Regions from separate parts of the Mus musculus genome. Here region 1 is linked to region 2. A link is a contact called in public promoter capture Hi-C data. All regions are on one chromosome and are shown on one strand. Each heading gives the region's core, a stretch centred on a gene start, on an enhancer-like site or on the middle of the called end of the contact. The rest is flanking DNA. Distances are from core to core; before and after follow the strand shown.

The links. Promoter capture Hi-C pulls out the DNA fragments that hold promoters and counts their contacts.
Region 1: a contact with region 2 is called in a promoter capture Hi-C map of pre-B cells, with 3 times the contacts expected there. The contact joins the promoter of A630026N12Rik here to the promoter of Eif3j1 in region 2. A contact is called at or near these places in 2 of 39 promoter capture datasets (cranial neural crest and pre-B cells).

The regions. Positions count from the first base shown.
Region 1 is chr2:126,674,016-126,676,715 of GRCm38.p6, forward strand. A630026N12Rik (RIKEN cDNA A630026N12 gene) reads right to left here and starts at 1,272. Exons shown (of 1, transcript NR_166192.1): 1 at 1-1,272. Gabpb1 (GA repeat binding protein, beta 1) reads right to left here and starts at 1,577. Exons shown (of 9, transcript NM_001271468.1): 1 at 1,341-1,577.
Region 2 is chr2:122,027,266-122,029,965 of GRCm38.p6, forward strand. It overlaps Eif3j1 (eukaryotic translation initiation factor 3, subunit J1), which reads left to right and starts at 1,315. Exons shown (of 8, transcript NM_144545.4): 1 at 1,315-1,459; 2 at 1,543-1,646. The coding sequence starts at 1,408.

The sequences.
Region 1 (2,700 bases), core at 22-2,521, 4.6 Mb after region 2:
ATGTTTTCTGTTAAACTAGGCTTTAAAAAAGACTTTCGAAAGTGCAAAACAATGTGACTCTTGCCTAAGTCATGAGTTGACACGTTACTTTTCATTTTTGACAAAATAAGAAAAGCGAATAAAGGGATAAGAGCCATCAGTTCCCTTAAAACTTAAAAAGTCAGAGTCTGAAGGCCTAAGAGCCAAAAAGCTATCAGTTATATTTAAATTAATCTGGGTGAATCTCTGTGAGGTAGACTATCGTCTGCGTACTAAATTCGGTGCGTTTTCAATTCTGGGAAGGCCACTACTTCCCTAGAAAAAGCACACCACCGTTCTTTTTTACCCCCAGATAAAAATTACATTTCAGAAAGTAACTTGCCTGAATAGACAACAAACCACAGTGTCTGCAGAAAGAACTCTTAAAAATTACTCCCACGTTATGAAGCTCTCTTTCAGAAGTACTGTGGTCTCGCTCCCTGCTTTAAAGCAAATGTGTCTGCTAGACACAGTGGAAATGGGCTTAAAGCAAAAGCTTCAAGGGAAAAAAAGCCAGCAGGTAGGCCCGCTTTCCTTCGCTCTCATTTTGGAGATGCACACTTCAAGGCTAAGCCCGCGGCTTCAACGCCGTGGGAGAGGTTCACAACAGCACACTCAACACCGATCTGTGCCCAGGCAAGACATGACCGACGAAACTCGCGGCTTCTTTCCGCACCCGCGCTCGCGTGGGTTCCGGTGGCGAAGTCTCCGGGGCAAAAGTCTCGGCCACTGAGAATGGCAGGCTCCGTCCCTTCCGGACTGGCCCGTCTACCCTGCCCCGACCCGGCTGTTCGGGCCGAAACCCGAGCGCCCCGGGCTCCGCGGGGCCCAGCGGGGCAGCGCGGCCCGGCCTTCCCTCCCGCTTGTCGTCGGCCCGGCCAGGCCAGGCCCTCAGGCCGCCGAGACAAAGGAGCGGGCGGGGACAGCGCCGCCTCTCCCGCCGCCTGCCCCGCCGGCCCGGACCCCCACGGCCATGGCGACCCCACCGCAGACCCGACCCGTGGGGCCCGCAGGAGGCCGCGGCGCCTGACCGAGGAGGGGGCGGCGGCCGCCACCATGTCTGCCGCCCCTCCCAGAAGCCAAGCGCCGGGCGGACAAAGCGCGGCGGCGGCGGCGGCGGCAGCACGGACACCCAGGCCGACCCCGCCGACCCCCGCCAAACAAGCGGGGCCAGGAGCCCCGGAAACCCGGCGCCTTAATGCAATAAACAGGAAATCGCGGGGATGATCTGGGTTCCGGGGGAAGTGGAATTATTTTTTACCAGCGAAGAGATCAACTTCCACATCCGGTGGTAACAGGGCCCTACACAGACCCGCACTGACCTGGAAAAGCTTCGGGAGCGGCGGCGGGGGAGCAGCGGGAGGAGGTGCGGGGACCGCGGCGCCTCGGAGCCGTCAGGGCAGACGCGGCCCCGCCACACACAGAGCGCTTCGCTGCACAGGGCGCTATTTTCCGAAAATGCCGCGTCTGCTCGGCGCCCAAAATCCCCACCGAAAAGTCCCCGTCGGCGCGGAGGGACACGGCGGCCGAGCTCCCAGCATGCCTGCGGCGGCCTCGCCAACCCGCGCCCGTTTCCGCCCCACTGGCCCCGGGAGCGAGCCTGCCGCCGCCCTCCCCCAGCCCCGTTCCGGCGGGAGAAAGGGATGAGAGGGTCTGCTTCTGACTTTAAACGGGGAGAAAGGAAATAAGCCATTTCTAGCGTTCGGCCACACAAAGGCTGCGGCGGAATGATCCGCGGGGCGACCGCAAGTCCCGGCTCGCCCGGCGCCTGCGCGGCAGCGGGGTGAGCGCTGCGGTGGCCCTGTGCGCGGCTGGGTGTTCCGCGCCGCGTCGCGGGGCGGGATGTGTGGGAGTTAGGGGTGCGTGTGCTAAGTTCTCCCCCGGCGTGACACGGAAAGTGCCGGCATTTCGGGACGCTTGGAGCTTGGACTTGACTATGGGGTGTTCTAGCAGATTCCCGGCAGGCGGAAGGGCAGCCGGGTACCTAAGATTTAACTTACCGTGGTCCTGGAAGGTACCCGGAATCGCTGGTTGTGGGGCCTGTGCGGGAACAAAGGATGCCTGTCCTCTTCACCTGGTGTAAACTGGTCGTGTGTGACGTGGATGTTTCTGTGGCTTTTTTTTTTTTTAATGTTGTAATAGTGACGCTTTTCTCCTGTCTGTATTGTCAGGATTTTTGTTGATTTGTTTTCGAGGCAAGGTTTCTCTGTAACAGCCCTGCCTGACCTGGAACTGGCTTTGTAGACCAGGGTGGCCTCAAACTCAAAAGAATCCGCCTGCCTCTGCCTCTCAATTGTTGGGATTAAAGGCGCGTACCACCATGCCTAGTGACGTATTTTACTTTCAATGAACCAAGAGTTGATTGGGAGATGATGATTTGTGAAGGAAAAGCCTTATAAATTTACTTCACATGCGATTTTCAAAGTTCCACTTTGATATATTTCACCGAAAAGTCCACTACCCGTGGAACTTTTGGCGTCAGGTATCTAGGAATGAGAATATCGGAGACAACCGAGAATAACCTAGGAGCAAAATGGCTTAAATGAGATCCAAATTGTTTACAGACTTCATTTGTGTTTGTGTGTGTCTGTCCTCAGATAAGGACACTTGCCCTTATTTTTTGGTTTTTCGAGACCGGGTTTCTCTGTATAGCCCCTGGCTGTCCTGGAACTCACTTTGTAG
Region 2 (2,700 bases), core at 65-2,564:
TGTGCCACCACGCTGGGCGGATGCTTTCTTTTATAGAGCGTCATCTCTCATTTTAATAATGCTGTCGAACAGCTGAGCGTGGTGGCGCACGCCTTTAATCCCAGCTCTCGGGAGGCAGAGGCAGGCTGATTTCTGAGTTTGAGGCCAGCTTGGTCTACTGAGTGAGTTCCAGGACAGCCAGGGCTACACAGAGAAATCCTGTCTCGAAAACAAACAAACAAACAAACAAACACAAAAAAATTGCGGTAGAACATTTCTTGAAAGACCACCTTATAAAATGTTTACTTGTAGACGAAAAATACACAAGAAACGGAAAGTACTAAGAATGGCTGATGTGTGTCTGTTTTTTTTAAAGACTTAAAACCTAAGCTCATGCCTTTAATCCCAGCACCTGGGAGCCAGCCTGGTTCACAGAGCGAGTTCCAGGACAGCCCAGGCTACAGAGAGAAACTTGTCTTAAAAACAAAGCAAAACAAAACAAAAAACTTTAAAAACAATGAATATATTGGAAAATCAGACAATATCTAAACTAGCTCCTTCCTTCTTAATGTCCTTACTGGGAAGCCCTGTGCCAAGGGGGAGAGAATTTTGCTCCTTTTAGGTTCTTTTTATCAGTTTACCTGTTAGAATGCACTCAGATGAGCACCACAAGCCTTCTCTCTACCAGAAATGCACCGGAGCACAAGTCACTTGGTTTCTCAAACTCCAGCTTCACCAGTGCCTACCGCGGGCAGAAAACTGAAACTTCCGTCGTCGTTAATGCTACCTTTTTAACATCTAACCTCATAATGCTTCTTTTTGTTGCAGCCACTGCACTGTGTCGAAATCTGTTTACATAACTATTTTGCTACTGTGTTGAGGACAAACTAGAATAAGCCTGGGACGGACCACGGAACTCCGAAATGTTTTCGCCAAAACAATCACCGTGCAGGACTTCGGGTGATCACCGGAAGGGAGAACCAGGGAGACTTGGAGTATACTTCCATCTCCGTGCCCGAATGCTAGGAGGCCACGGGATATCTGCCCTGTCCACTTCCTCCTCGCTGCTCGCCTGCTGCCGGCTCACGATCAGCCAGCACTAGAAGACCCACTCGCTAGCCGAGCACCGCCCGACTCACGCGTGCGCACTTCCTTTCTCTTCTCGCGGGGGGTGGGGGATGAGGGGGTGAGGGGTGTGGCTTGGGGGGACCAGGCTGGTCCGCGTCTCCCAGCCCAGCGTCGCCCCACCCCGCCCGCCCCGCCCCTGCCGCGCGCGTCGCCCGTGGGGCGGAGCCTCTGCCGGGCGCCCAGTCAGCCACTGTCCCAGCCTGCCCTGCGCGGGCCAACGAGAGCCAGCCCAGTGACTCACCTCTGCCGCGCTAACTCTTCGCAGCTCTTCCCATCGCACACGCTCACCCCCGGTTCGAGATGGCGGCGGCGGCGGCGGCGGCAGCGGCGGCGGGGGACTCAGACTCTTGGGGTGAGCAGAAGTTCCGGCCCAAATGCGGGCTGTGGCGGCCCCGCTCCCACGCGGGTACTAACGCGACTCGCTCTCTTCCGTAGACGCGGACACGTTCTCTATGGAGGACCCGGTGCGGAAGGTCGCGGGCGGCGGCACGGCCGGCGGGGACCGCTGGGAAGGCGAGGACGAGGACGAGGACGTGAAGGTAGGTTCGGGCCCGGGAGCCAGGCTACGCCCGTGGGCGCCGGCTGCGGGCGGGGAGATCGGGCCCCCGGGGCGCCGCCCGGGCCTGCGGGCCGTGGGTCCCGCGTGAGCTTCGGCCCGGAGGTTCCCTCGGCTGGACGGCCATGTGGGCAGCAAGGCGGCAGCTTGTCCGGCCGGACTCTGCGGAGGGTGGTGACCGCCTGGGCCCCAGCCCTTCACCGAGGGTCGGCTCTCTGGCCTGGAACCTAACTGGAGACGAGAAGTGACAGCAGCAGTCCGGTCGGCCCACGTGCTATCTTCGCAGTCCAGAACCTCTCACCGAAACTAGGCGAACAGATCGGGAACTCGGTTTCAGTGTTTGTCCCATATGGAAAGTCGTGGATCCGCTTTTCCTAGTTCGGCTCTCCCATGTGTCAGTAACTTAGGTATGATTGTGAAGGCCGGTAGCTCGTTTGAGCGATTAGATGGAGAAAATACATTGAATTTTCTAAACTAGAATTGGAGTAGTAAAACAACTTTTAGCTCTCCCTTCCCCCACCCTGTGGTAAGAAGGATGAACTGAGAGCACTGAGATAACCATCGGGTTAGTGGACAGAACTGTGAACTCTGAAAAACAGAGCTAACAGTTATTCATCTACACAGGGACAGACAGGCTTAGAAAAAAACCCCAAAGAGTTGGTGGTTGTGGTAGACCAGGGGCCAGTGGTTTGTTTGTTTTTTTTTTTTTTTGTATTGTAAATTCGAGTCCTATTCACCTTTATTGTTCTTAAAAACTCTCACGGGCTCATCTTACAGCTTTAGATATACTGTTTGGATTTTTCATTTTTACTCTGAACTTTGCTGAAGTGTATGTCTACTTTACCAGACAGCCTGAATTTGAGGAATGAAGTGATCTTTGTGTACATTGAAGTTAATAATGAAGTTAATAATAGTGCTGTTGACTGGCTACTTACGTGCTTTCTTTATCTATTGTATGTATACACTTGGGCATGGTTTGTTACCGACCTTATATTATCCTATCACGGCAGATTTTCAGTTTTGACTTTTCACTTTTC